2 separate regions of the Xenopus laevis genome follow, and region 2 is linked to region 1. Evidence: chromatin contacts called from public Hi-C data. All regions are on one chromosome and are shown on one strand. The core of a region is the stretch at or near the end of the contact, and the rest is flanking DNA. Distances in the headings are between cores, read along the strand shown.

Region 1 (7,410 bases), core at 2,352-4,851:
AAATAAGCACTCACCCCAAATCTCCCCCTATCTGACCTTCGGGCTGGGCCCCCATTACTCATAACAAGGTTACAGATATATAGAAACATTGGGGTAACAGTCACCCTGCTATAGTTCCAGGGGTACCCAGGGCACAAATAAACACTCACCCCAAATCTCCCCCCCAACTGTCCTTTAATCTGGGCCCCCTTAGCTCATTACAAGGTTACAGATATATAGAAACATTGGGGTAACAGTCACCCTGCTATAGTTCCAGGGGTACCCAGGGCACAAATAAGCACTCACCCCAAATCTCCCCCTAACTGGCCTTCAGGCTGGGCCCCCTTAGCTCATAACAAGGTTACAGACATATAGAAACATTGGGGTAACAGTCACCCTGCTATAGTTCCAGGGGTACCCAGGGCACAAATAAGCACTCACCCCAAATCTCACCCTAACTGACCTTCAGGCTGGGCCCCCTTAGCTCATAACAAGGTTACAGATATATAGAAACATTGGGGTAACAGTCACCCTGCTATAGTTCCAGGGGTACCCAGGAACCCTGGCCTACAGTTTGGGGATCACTGCTGAAAGGCAATTAAACTAGAGCAGTGGCAGAAATAGTACTTATATACTGTAATATATATAATAATGTAGGCTTTCTTTATAGCTGTTGGGAAAGCTCTTGTGGGAGAGCGCTTACTCATTAATGTAAATAATGTATGGAAACCCAATTAACAGGAACAATTAGCCTGGTCAGTAATATGTTAAAACACCTTTTCTTTGCATTATAACAAGCTGTGGGATTTCCAGAGAACTAACAGACGTGTGAAAATGTCAGGCTCGCCCGCTATGCTGCACTGATTAGTATTAATTATACATTGAGATTAGGGGAATGGGCTAAACATTTGCACAACATGTATTCCAATGCCAGGGGGCCTCACTGTCGGATTCCCATCAGTGAGATTCTTTCAGAATATAATAAATAATATATATATAAAACATATTAGGAGTCAGCGAAACAAAAGCTGTTCATAGGGTTGACATAAGGCGGCCATACATGTATCTAGTGGCCCTATGACTAGTCATTCACATCATGGATTCTGATTGGAATCATAATGGAGTTTTTGGATCATCCAATGCTCCATCTAAAGTCATGACAGGGATGGATCTTGTAAGGAGAGGTCACATCCTAGTTGATCCCCATTGTAAGCAGCAGCCCTGCCCTGCTTTATGGCTGAGATTCTAGCTCTCTGTATAACAGAGCATTCTGTCCCACAGATCCTATCTGATCCCCATTGTAAGCAGCAGCCCTGTCCTGCTTTATGGCAGCTGAGATTCTAGCTATCTGTATAACAGAGCATTCTGTCCCACAGATCCTATCTGATCCCCATTGTAAGCAGCAGCCCTGTCCTGCTTTATGGCAGCTGAGATTCTAGCTATCTGTATAACAGAGCATTCTGTCCCACAGATCCTATCTGATCCCCATTGTAAGCAGCAGTCCTGTCCTGCTTTATGGCAGCTGAGATTCTAGCTATCTGTATAACAGAGCATTCTGTCCCACAGATCCTATCTGATCCCCATTGTAAGCAGCAGCCCTGTCCTGCTTTATGGCAGCTGAGATTCTAGCTATCTGTATAACAGAGCATTCTGTCCCACAGATCCTATCTGATCCCCATTGTAAGCAGCAGTCCTGTCCTGCTTTATGGCAGCTGAGATTCTAGCTATCTGTATAACAGAGAATTCTAGCACAATGGTCCACCGGATTATGAACCAGTAACATGATCAGTTACCGGACTAGTTGAGATAGGAAAGGTTTGCAAGGCAAAGTAAACATCTCCGCTGCAATTTCAAAATATATATTATATATGAAACCTCTATATATTTGCAGTAGAAGTGCATAGAAATTAATTAATCAGTAAAATAAGGAAACTTGGGCCTTATAATTTTTTATAGTATTTTATCCAGTGGCGCATCCTTGTGACCCATGAATGATGTAAATAGTGAAAGAGTGAGCTGAGCATAATGACTTTTAGGGTCGGCTCTCTGGGGGCATCCATAATTAACATGTTGAGGGATTTAAAGGATGTCGAGGATTCTGTTCGAGGCCCCACCTGTTGTTTGAACACATTTCTATACAGCAGGAGTCCAAGTCGATCAAACAGGCTCAGGCTCATCTGTTGGCTGTAACGTGACCCCGGCCTGTTGTTTAAGCTTTATTCCCAATCGCGTGCGTTTCCTGCAGTGTTTAACGTGAATACGGGAAATGGTTAAAGGATGACAATGGCGCTTGTGTGTATTGGGTAAGATTATAGCCAGTCCCCGGGTTATTGTTGCCATTGCCTATAATACTAAAGGGAAAGTCGGATGCTCTGCGCAGCCCCACACCATATTATCAGCATGATAAGGTCACAGGCTAAAAAAATATTGATTTTCCCTCTCTCTCTCTCTGCCCCCTGAGCCTCCGGAAACAATACCTGCTAATTAGCTAATTATATCACATACTGTTTTTTTTCCATTATTAAAGAGCCAGTAACGCAGAGGAATACTAATGCAGCCTGTTGTATTTACATGTAATAAAAAGTGCAACAATGCATTGAATCAAGATTATTTTACAAGCAAAATGATCGGTCTGTTTCCCCTAATCACGTTACTATGGGGCTGGGTGCAAAGTTTGCTGCTGGGCCCCCCACCCCAGGACACACGTATATGGCTCGGTTCTCCTACCAGCCAGTTTTCATGTTGTCAGGATGGTGTCTAGGGTTGCCACCTTAATTGTTTTGTGAAAATGGGCAGGGGTCGGGCTGGGTGGTCGGGGCAGGTTGGTGATGTTGGGGGGCGGTGATGTTGGGGGGCGAGGTGGTGATGTTGGGGGTGGGTCTGTAATGTCAGGGGTGGAACAGATGACATAGGGGGCTGGGCGGGTGATTTAGGGGGTTGAACTTAGGGGGCAATTGGCTGATCGCCATATAATTCACTTAAATGTCCAGTCCATGTCCAGGCAGGCACTTTTCACCCGGGCAGCTCTTCCAAAAACAGGGTCAGATGGCAACCCTAATGGTGTCCAATGTGGGCCCTATGGGGGAATGGGCAAGGGCAGGCCAAGATTTGTTTTCAGACCATAAAGGCCAGTGCCTATGGCGGCAAAATTTTAGGGGCAGCAAAATTTTAGGGTCAGTATGCCACCTAGCTGCATTCTAAGGAGAACTAGGGAAATACAGCTCCCCAGTGCTCTAGCGCATGCACTCATGGGGGGAAGGGGGGTGTTGCACACATGAAGGTAGGTGGGCCGGCTCTAGGACCACAAGACCTTGGGGCTCCCTGTGCAGGAAATATGGGCCTGGGCAAGGGCGCAGTCACACTTCCGGCCCTACAATGTCTGCTCCAACCAACAAACTCCAGGGTAATAGTGGGAGCCCACAATAGTATTGCATTGGTAAATTGTGTATTTGTGGCATCAGTAGGGGTGTAAACTGGGTCTTTTCCGGCATGGCAAAGCTCACGACAATTCATTTGGTGGAAATCAGTTTCACAACTCCAGGGTCAAGCGGGGGGCCCGGGGCCTGGCGGGAATACTGTCCGGGGCCCCCCTCCAGACCCCCCTGGCCCCACTACTGCGTCTCAAATTGTTTTTTTTTAAATAGGAAATAGGGAGAGGGGGTCTGGCCCAGTGAGTGCCAGGGCCAACTGGATTTTCTCCCGGTGTCCCGCCAGGCCAGTCGGACCCTGCACAACTCCCAGACAAAGGTGTTAAAGGGATGGTTTATCTATAAGGCAACTTTTAATATGTTATAGAATGGCCAATTTTAAGCAACTTTTTAATTGGTCTTCACTATTTATATTCATTTTTTTTAACATATTCTTCTTCTAAATTTTTCCAGCTTTCAAATGGGGGTGGGGGGGATCAGTGACCCCATCTAAAAAACAAATGCTCTGTAAGGTTACAAATGCATTGTTATTGTTACTTTTTATTCCTCATGTTTCTATTCAGGCCTCTCCTATTCATATTCCAGTCTCTTATTCAAATCAATGCATAGTTGCCAGGGCAATTTGGACCCTAGCCAACAAATTCAAAACCAATAGCAAATTGTCTTAGAATTTCCCTCTTTATACCAGTGATCCACAACCCGTAGCTCGTAGCAACATGTTGCTCATCAACCCCCTTGGATGTTGCTTTCAATGGCCTCAAAGCAGGAGCTTATTTTTGAATTCCAGGTTTGGAGGCAAGTTTTAGTTGTATAAAAAACAGGTGTAATGCCAAACAGACCCTCCTGTAGTCTGCCAGTCCTCATAGTGACCACCAAATAGCCAATTACAGCCCTTATTTGCCACCCCATTAAGTTTTTGCATGCCTGTGTTGCTCCCCAACTCTTTTTATTTTTGAATGTGGCTCACGCGTAAAAAAGGTTGGGGACCCCTGCTCTATAGCATACTAAAGGTTAACTTCAAGATGAATAACCCCTTAAAAGTTGTACGTCACCTTTCAATTAACCTTCTGCATGATGCAGCGAGTGATATTGTGAGACAATTTGCAGTTGGTCTTCAAACCACGCAGTAGTTCGATTAAGAGACTGGAAGGATAAAGCGTCTGAATAGAAAGATATCGCAGCCTCATGAAGCAAACGGTTTTTGGTTGTCAGGGAAGCGAATTCCATAGCAACCAGATAATGATGACATATGTCTTTTTTGATTGCAAATGGCACCAGTGCACTATCCCATAGGAAGCAGTTATTATTATTATTATTATTATTAGCAATTAAAATCCACTGGCTACATGGTGATTGGTTGCCACAGGTACAGTGGGGCAGCATAATGGAGCAATTATTTCTATGTGAACGTGGGGAATAGCACTGGCCACGTTTATTGCTGGATTTGCCTTCTGTTGCCTTAGGAAACTGCCCCAGGAGGCTAATTAACAGCAGTTGATGACATAATACCCAATCAATGGGATCTTCCCTTCTCGTCCTCCTTGTTAGAGGTACCGGAATCAAGTTCAGTCAATGAAAGGGGCAGTGTTTATTTCATTTGCACAATACAGAAAGATACCGTCCTCCCATGCTGAATGATAGGGAACAACTACAGTATAGAACACGGACTCTCTCAAGGTTCATTTATTTACAGCTCTGCTGTCTGAGGAGCTCTTCATGAATAAGCAATATCTAAGCAATAGCAATATATTTTTTTTAATTTTTTCAAATAAACTGGTAGCATTATATCATGGAAATGTACCCGGCCCCTGTACAATCAGAGGCATTAAAGGAGAACTAAACCCTAAAAATGAATATGGCTAAAAAGGCCATATTTTATATAGTGAACTTACTGCACCAGCCTAAAGTTTCAGCTTGTCAATAGCAGCAATGATCCAGGACTTCAAACTTGTCACAGGGGGTCACCATCTTGGAAAGTGTCTGTGACACTCACATGCTCAGTGGGCTCTGATTGGCTGTTGAGAAGCTAAGCTTAGGGGTCGTCACTAATTATCCAGCAGAAAATGAGCTTCCCCTGTAATATAAGCTGATGCTACAGGTTTGCTGATTATTAAATTCTGATGCTAATTGCACTGGTTTCTGTGCTGCCATGTAGTAATTATCTGTATTAATTACTAATCAGCCTTATATTGTGACATTTCTATTCTATGTTTACTGTATATTGTGAGTGGGTCCCTAAGCTCAGTAAGTGACAGCAGCACAGAGCATGTGCAGTGAATCAGCAGAAAAGAAGATGGGGAGCTACTGGGGCATCTTTGGAGACACAGATCTTTACTGCTAAAGGGCTGTGGTTATCTTGGGCTGGTACAGAAGCACAAAACATAATGTACAACATTTCTAACTACTTCTTTATGACTTATGGTTAGTGTTCCTTTAAGAGGAATGGCAACTTCCCCTTTGTGCCTCTGCATTAAAATGTATGGACTTTAAGCGGGGACTCACGTAGTGATGGACAGAGCTGGCCGGAGCACAATCTCCCCATGTCATTAACGCTAATGAGGGCAGAATGTCAGAGCCACCGGGGACGAGGGACGAAGCCAAGAGCGAGGCGGTTGCAGCGCTGGAATCTACTCAAGGAAAAGAGTCGGAAATGTCACCAGCTACCTGCAAAATAACGCAGCAATTAGGCAAATGTGACCTTAACGCCGTCCCCTGCTCTCTTCTGCCATTTCCACTGTAATTAATTCCAGTAATTAGGCTCGGTGTGGTGCCTGTTTACAAATGAGAAACCTACAGGGTGAAAATGGGCAAAGTCTGTTCTGACATATCTCATGCCACGCTCCCTGGGCACAGTGCCGCAAGGTGACTTTCCTTCTAATTGCCAGCGGGTCCCTTCCATTGGGTACAGCGCAGTGACACGTCGTTCGTTGAATCCATTTAGAGTGGCCTCGATAATAAATCTGACATTGAGCACTTAATACTGAATATCCAGCTCTTTCACATACACATACAATCAAACCTCAGTTTTACATCCCCTGATATTAAGTTTTCCCTCATTTTACACTGTTTGTTGGGTGGTCCCACCAATATAAAATATATTTCCCTGATTTTACATTTTCCTGAATTTTACACCATTTTTTTCTGGACCCCTGAAAAACATAAAATGGGGGATCTACTGTAAATACAATCTCTAATACATATTGGAGATAGGGATTTGGAAATCCGGACAGGACATTGAAGTTAATTGCTGATCACCATGTCATCAGTCCTGCCTCCGACATAGGAGAGAATGGCAAGCACTCCTGGAGCCACTTGTGGGTAAAAAACAGCTTTATTTCAGTCAGTTAAAAGCATACAGTCCTGACGCGTTTCGTATCTTACCGATACATATTCATTGGCACAATTAACACAGGTAACATAACGGCTTTTTAAGTTGCTGAACCAAAGTGACATATTAAATGACACTACATCTCATTCAACAGATTTTTTAACTCTTTAGCGAACACTATATTATTAAAAACATTAATTATAAAATTCAGCTCTCCTGAAGAATAGCTCAAAACAGACTGAAAAATACCTGTACTAACAATATGGCCATTATCTAACTCTATAGAACAGGGGTGTCCAAACTTTTGGCTTCCCGGGACCACATTGATAGAAGAAAAATGTTCTGGGGCCACACTCGAAATACACACAAACACTAATGCTGACTTTTGATTTATTTTATTGTAAAAGTAAAATAAAAGAGGGTATCATAAACCTGTGATAGGTTTGTTCACTTGTTAACTGCTTTTCCTGCTCTAGGAAGCCACACACACCATGTACAATTTAAAGAACACAATTAGCGACCGCGTACATACGCTTTCTGTGCGTGACATTGCAACATGACGTTTCCTGGCTTGGCGGAAGTTCAAGCTGGGCCGCATTCATATCCATCCTGGGCCGCATGCGGCCCTCGGGCCACAGTTTGGACACCCCTGCTATAGAACCATCTTGCCTAAAG
Region 2 (7,410 bases), core at 3,464-5,963, 110 kb before region 1:
CTTCAGTGCTTGAGTATTTTGGGCTGAAATCATCAGACGTTCCAACCCTCCGATTTATTAACCTTGAGTCGGTGAAGAAGTACGTTTTCAATGCTCCGGAGATCACCGAAGACACTATTCAAGCGTTCTGCAGAAGTGTCCTTGAGGGTAACGTCAAGGTGGGGATTTTGTGTGTGTTTGTGTTCCTCAACCTCCCCCCATCCTGTTTCATGGAATAGTGATGAGAATTTAGAGCTGAAATCCATATGTTTTCATTTTGGTGCCTATGGCTTATGTTACGGCAATGATAAATCTAGCTCCCTGCAGATCTCCTCTGCCAGTATTATCTGATTGTTCTTATTGGATTACAGGATTTCTGTCAGGTTTCAACATTGATCTCACGTGGATAAAGCTGTGTTGATAAAATGAAGGGGTGTATTCCTAACAAAGAGCAGTTCAATCCAACAAAAGGCCGGGTTATATGCTGTACCTTATTCATAGGGATTATTGGACCAGCCCAAGGGCGATCAGCCCAATATCAGTGAAGATCAGGGAACCTACAAAGACATCTCCTATATATATATATATATATATATATATATATCTAAAGGAAATATAAACCCTCAAGACAAATGAATGTAAACTTGCCCAAAGTGCTCTTCTGAGCACTTTTGCTATTTAAATTCATCATTTATTTTCTAGTTTTCAAGATATTAGCCATTTTTAAACAGCTAATATAATTCATTTGAAACAACATTCACCATCTGCTGTTGATTTTGGCTACAGTCGGCTGAAAATTTACTTTGCGAAAAAAAGGAAAGTCTCGTGATGTTCTCCTGCTAAGAAAATGAAGTAAGTGAGCAGGGAAGAGTCATGTCTGGGCAGTTTTAAGCAGAGCAACATTGCAAGACTTTCCTTTTTCCAGGAAATTAACGGTTTGCCGTCTGTAGACTAAGTGACCAGCAGGTGACGCCATTGTTCCAAATGGATTATGATAGAGTAGTAAAAAAACGGCTTGAAAACTAGAAAACGAAATATGAATTGTAAAAGTGTCTAGAGGATGTCTGATATCTGGGCTTGTCATGGTTCCTCGTGTAACTGCAGTGATTTTCCATTTTACCATTCAGCAAAACCTTATGAGTGAGGAGATCCCAGAAGATTGGGATAAGAGTCCGGTGAAGGTTCTGGTGGGGAAGAACTTTGAAGAGGTGGCTTATGATGAAACCAAGAACGTCTTTGTAGAGTTCTGTAAGTATATCTGGATAAAGGGAGAGAGGGAAGGATTATGTGTTGGGCTCCATGCTGCCATCTTACCTTTCCCATCATCCCTAGTGTAGGTTTAGACCTATGTCTGGGCAGTAGAACACTACCCTGGGGATGACTGGAAAAGCCTTATAAGAAGGTGGTGTTGGTTCTGCCTTGATGTTTGGGTCTCCTTGTCCTCTGAAAGGGATGTAAACCTTCCATAGAACCATTCAGCTGCACTCTCCTAGTAGGAGGCCCAAACATAAATACCCTGCAAGAGGAATCTTCCGTTAGTGTCCTGAGCTCATAAACAATGGGCCCCATGGTACTCGGTTGGAAGGGGCCCCACACGTTAGAGGACCTGGGATATTAGCCCACTGCCCACCTTGCCAGCTAAATGGAATGGGATCCCAAGTTTTTTAAAACATGCATGCCTTAAAGGAGTTGTTCACCTTCGAGTTAACGTTTAGTACAATGTAGAGAGTGATATTCTGAGACAATTGGCAATTGTTTTTCATTTTTTATTATTTGTGGGTTTTGAGTTATTTAGCTTTTTATTCAGCAGCTCTCCAGTTTGTTCGGCTAAACTACCCTAGCAACCATGCACTGATTTGAATAAGAGACTGGAATATGAATAGGGGAGGCCTGAATAGAAAGAGAAGTAATACAAAGTAGCAATAACAATAAATTTGTTGCCTTACAGAGCATTTGTTTTTTAGATGGGGTCAGTGACCCCCATTTGAAAGCTGGAAAGAGTCAGAAGAAGAAGGCAAGATCATTAAAAAAAATGAAGGCCAATTGAAAAGTTGCTTGGAACTGGCCATTCTATAACATACTAAAAGTTAACTTAAAGGAGAACCACCCCTTCAATAGGTCACATCTTTATTTTGCCCAGTGCGTGCCCATTATCCCCTATTGCTCTCCTTGGGTTTAATTTGCCTGAAATCATTGAGAGACATTCTATATCCTATTACAGGACCCGCAATACTGGTCTCTGAGCCTCTCCTTCATGACCGTCTGCCCTACCAACTCTACGTGAGACATCTATTTGCTCTCTAGCATAGGGAGAGTGCTGGGCAGTTCAGGTTTGCTGATATTGACAGTGCTGAGTACTAGAAAATAGTTTATTATCCCTGATGTTGCGATACTACAACTCCCAGAATCCTGTAACCCTCATTAATAGGTTGGAGTATGCTGGGAATTGCATTGCAGCAACATTTGCTTCTCTCTAGCAGATACAGATCCCCCTTAAACCCTCTGGTATCTGATTAAATCTATGCAAAATGTAACGTTGCCATTGTCCCCTTGTGCATAACCAATATGGACACTAGATGTCACTGTTTCTTTATTTTATGTTTTCTTTGATTTTATGCATTGGGAATAATTCCTGTTTGGGATGATGGGCTCCACCTGGAGAATATACCATGTGTCTCAGTATATGGATTTATTGTGTCCAGGACAATGGCACTTTGCTAAATAAGTGGTGTCAAAACAGCTGTCCCCTGGGCATGGGGCACTTTGCAGAACTGTATCATTGGCAGAGATAGGGGCAATATTGGGAGATTTTGACACTGTTTTCCCAATGGGGCTAAAATAAAGCAGGTCCAGTGCAGGGGAATAACGAGATGTTACTGGGCCAGTGGCGTAACTACCGGGGGAGCAGGGGGTGCGATTGGGCCAGGGCCTCCCGGCAGCTCGCGTGCCTTTGACTCCGGCGGCAGAAAATGGCTTACGTCCTGCGCCAGGGCCCGCCCCCCTCTAGTTACATTACTGTACTGGGCCCCACAGCTAATTAAGTTAAGTAGGGCCCCAACATATCTAGAGATTGTCCTGTTTTACCAATATATGTTAAAATTGCTCATTATTTTGGGCCTCATGGAGCCCCTATACCTTCTGGCACCCCCGGAAGCCGCAGGGTCTGCTTTCTCTGTAGTCACTCCCCAGGCAGGCGCGTAACTATAGAGGACTCAGACCCCCAGTCGCTGCACTAAAATCCTCCCTCTGCTTCCCTACGAGAAAATTTTGTGCGCCTGCTGCATCAAAGGGATGCGCATGCTCAAGCAACATGGTGGGTGTGGGTTCAGAGAAGGGGTCTGTATGCGCCGGGTCCCTTTCAAGATTTTTGGCAGGGGGGTCTGGCAAGAGCTTATTACGCCACTGTCCCCAGGTCCAGTGAGTTTCAGTTGTGCACCAATCACATTGCATGTTTGTGCGTCTGCAGATGCGCCCTGGTGCTCTCACTGCAAAGAGATGGAACCCGTCTGGGAGGAACTAGGGGAAAAATACAAAGACCACGAGAACGTCATCATCGCCAAAATAGACGCCACCGCCAACGAAATTGATGGACTTAGAGTACGAGGATTCCCCAACCTGAGGTTTTTCCCTGCGGGCCCTGAGCGCAAGGTAATAACAGCCGTAATATCACTAGGGATGCACCCAATCCAGGATTCAGTTCGGGATTTAGATTCTGCCTTTTTCAGCAGGATTCAGATTCGGACGAATCCTTGTGCCTGGCAGAACTGAATCCTAATTTGCATATGTAAATTAGGGGTGGGAAGGGAAATCACGTGACTTTTTCCCCCCCACTTCCCCACAGTTGTCAGGAGAAAGAAAGAGGCTGCTCTGATGTTCTTCTGCTTAGGAAAGATTTGAGAAAGGTTTCTAATTTTATTCCTAAGCAGAAGAACATCAGAGCAGCCTCTTTCTTTCTCCTGACAACTTCCTTGACTACTTGGTGGTCAGACTGGTCAGAAAATGACCAGCAGGTGGCGCTGTTGTAACAAAATTAATTCATTTTAACAGTATATGTTTCCTTTAATATCTTGGAATGAAAAGAAAATAAATAATGAATGTAAATTACAAAAGTACCCCCTCATCAATTTTACATTCACTTATTTTAAAGGTTCACTTATCCTTTAAAATCTGTACTATTTGCTGTGGCCCCCAGCAGATCTATGTGTATAATATGCAGTGGGGTAACCCGATATTTCAGGTAGAGGTTGACCAGTTTTATTAATATTTATTGAAATCGTATATGAATTAAGGTATATGGGGCCCCTATACCCCCTGCAGCCACAGGGTCTGCTTTCTCTGTAGTTATAATTACACCCCCTGATGGCATTTAGTCCCTCTAACTGCCACAATCTTATCAGATAGCAATGCATCCGTTTCATTGCAAGAGAAATATTTGCATCGTGGGGTTTGTAGCTTTTCCAGGCACGGTCACCCTGTTGTAAAACTACAAATCCCACCACATTCTCAGGGGTTGAAGGACAGACGGAGCTGTAGTCCAGAAATACCAGGAAAGCAGCACTGCCCTGTTTGCCACTTGGCTTCTCATTGGAATATCTCTGGATAGAACTCTACGCCCCCCCCCCCTGCTGTGGCCCCGTTATCATAGAATGTGTTTTTGATGGTACTAATGACTTGTCATCCCCAGATGATTGAATATACAAAGGAAAGGACCGTCGAGCTGTTTTCGGCCTTCATCGACAGTGGAGGAGTGCTGCCCGACGAGCAAGAGACAAAGGTCAGTCCCAGACTCTGGTCACATGGGCGGTTGTTGGGCAGTCGCGTTGCTATGGGAAGTGCACACACAACAGCCAGGCTGGGAGCAGGTTGGGCTCAGGGATTGGAGACCCATCAATGAGCAAAAGCATCGGGTTCTCCTAGTGGGTCTGTTGTGATCTAGTCATTGGCCCAAACTGTTAGACTGGATTAATGTGGCTCATGTTGGTTAAATTGGGGAAAGATCTACAAGGAATTATTTCTATATGATGGGCGGCTTTAGACTTTGAGATTAGCCAGACAAACCATTCAGAACTGATGGGAGGGTTGGTAACCTGCTCCCAAACCCTAAGGTGCCTCTTCCAACCAGCCCACGTCCACCTCCTTCATTCCTGCCATATACATGATGTATTCTTATTAAAGGGGCGCTTCACAATTAACTTAACTTTTACTATTTTATAGAATGGCCTATTCTTACCAACTTTTCAATTGGCCTTCATTTATTCTTTTTTATAATTTGTGAATTATTTACCTTCTTCTTCTGACTCTTTCCAGCTTTCAAATAGGGGTCACTGACCCCATATAAAAAAACAAATGCCAGTAAGGCCACACTTTTATAGTTATTGTTACTTTGTATTACTCCTCTTTCTATTCAGGCCTCTCCGATTCATATTCCAGTCTCTTATTCAAATCAATGCATGGTTGCCTGGATAATTTGGACCCTAGCAACCAGACTGCTGAAATTGCAAACCAATTGCAAATTGTCTCCGAATATCACTCTCTATGTCATACTACAAATGAAAGGAACAGTAACATCAACAAATTTAAAATATATTTAAAGTAATAAAAATGTTATTTTAGTTTATATAAATAAGCTGCTGTGTAGCAATGGGGGCAGCCATTCAAAGGAGAAAAGACTCAGGTTACACAGCAGATAACAGATAAGCTCTGTAGAACATAATGGTGTTATCTATTATCCACTATTTAACCTGTGCCATATAGACTTTTTTCAATTTCCACCATTGCTACACAGCAGCTTGTTTATGTAAACAATAGTAGAGTCTCTGAAGCAAACACATCAATGTAACCAGTGCAGGGCAACACTACATGATATTTTTATTACTTAAAAACACTTTAATTTTTTGGTGTTACTCTTCCTTTAATTTAAAGGTGAACAGCCCCTTTAAGTCCCTCCCTCTTTTTGGACAACTAAGTATCTAGAGCCACTGGTTTAATGGGGATATGAATCGTTTAGAATAACTATTGTCTAAAAGTTGCACAAATGTAAGTACCAGCATATTATTAAAGGGGGTGTTCACCTTTAAATTAAATTATATTATGATGTAGAGAGTGAGATTAAGAGATAATTTGCAATTGTTTTCATTTTTTATTATTTGGGGTTATTTAGCTTTTCATTCAGCAGCTCTCCAGTTTGTAATTTCAGCAGTCTGGTTGCTAGGATCCAAATTCCCCTAGCAACCATGCACTGATTTGAATAAGAGACTGGATTATAATTAGGGGAGGGTCTAAATGGAAATATGAGGAATAAAAGTAGCAATAACAATAAACGTGTAGCCTTATAGAGCATTTGTTTTTAGATGGGGTCAGTGACCCCCAGTTGAAAGCTGGAAAGAATCAGAAGAAGAAGAAGGCAAATAATTCAAAAACTTAAAAAAGAAAAAATGAAGGCCAATTGAAAAATTGCTTAGAATTAGCCATTCTATAACCAACTAAAACTTAACTTAAAGCTTAACAACCCCTTTAAGAGAAGCTGTAGGACACCAACAATAGGAATGGCTTCTTCAGGCAATTTGATAACATTTCCAAAATGTCCAGGGCCTGGAAGCCACTTCATTTCAGAGGATCCTCCAATGAGAATGCTGATTCCCAGCACCATATCAGGCATCTTGCTGTTATCTTACATATATACTGTACATATATATTATGTAATTTTCTTCTCTTCATTATATGACACTGGAATCAAACATGGGGATAAAGGACAGACTTGTTCAATGCTACAAACTCTGTTTTAAAGGGGAAGTAAAGTCTAAAATAGAATAAGGCTAGAAATGCTGTATTTTGTATACTAAACATGAACATGAACTTACTGCACCACAAGCCTAATCAAATAAATAATTTATGCTTTCAAAGTTGGCCACAGGGGGTCACCATCTTGTAACTTTGTTATACATCTGTGCAAGACCAAGACTGTGCACATGCTCAGTGTGGTCTGGGCTGCTTAGGGATCTTCATAAATGATCAAAACAGCACAAGTCAAATAATATCTGCCAGAAGCCGATACAGCAAGACTGATTAATAATCAGAATATACAGACTGCACTGGGTCCTGTGTTATCATGTGATCTAATGTGGATTTTATAGTTTTTGTTTTGTTTAATATAAACTTTCTGCAACTCTGCAGAACCAGTGGCTGCAGCAAAATAATCCTCCAAATAGAATCCCAGTTTATCTGTTTAAATCTGGCTCCATGATCTTTGTCCCTGCAGCTGGAGTTGGATACAGTAAAGGGGATGTAAAGGCAAAATAAAATCCAATACAAATCTCTACAAAGTCGCCGACTGCTCTACAGGGAAACAAACAAAACTGCTTGAGTTCTGCATGGCTGGGAAGTAAGACGGGGGCTCCCCCTGCTGTTCATAAGTATGATTGTTTCCCTGCT

Evidence for each region. A called contact is a pair of places that touch in the nucleus more often than the background predicts.
Region 2: a Hi-C map of animal cap shows a contact between it and region 1, with 8 times the contacts expected there. The contact joins two enhancer-like sites. A contact is called at or near these places in 3 of 4 Hi-C or Micro-C datasets (the XL177 cell line, the XTC cell line and animal cap).

The regions. Positions count from the first base shown.
Region 1 is chr9_10L:122,845,757-122,853,166 of Xenopus_laevis_v10.1, reverse strand. No RefSeq gene overlaps it. Among protein-coding and RNA genes, the nearest start is that of mprip.L, 43 kb to the right of the region's middle. Within about 2 kb of position 3,601, at least 1 of the 7 cell types and tissues checked has an H3K27ac peak or open chromatin away from gene starts, as enhancers often do.
Region 2 is chr9_10L:122,960,869-122,968,278 of Xenopus_laevis_v10.1, reverse strand. pdia2.L (protein disulfide isomerase family A member 2 L homeolog) reads left to right here. Exons shown (of 11, transcript NM_001090179.1): 7 at 1-158; 8 at 1,107-1,227; 9 at 3,446-3,627; 10 at 4,664-4,753. Among protein-coding and RNA genes, the nearest start is that of pdia2.L, 13 kb to the left of the region's middle. Within about 2 kb of position 4,713, at least 1 of the 7 cell types and tissues checked has an H3K27ac peak or open chromatin away from gene starts, as enhancers often do.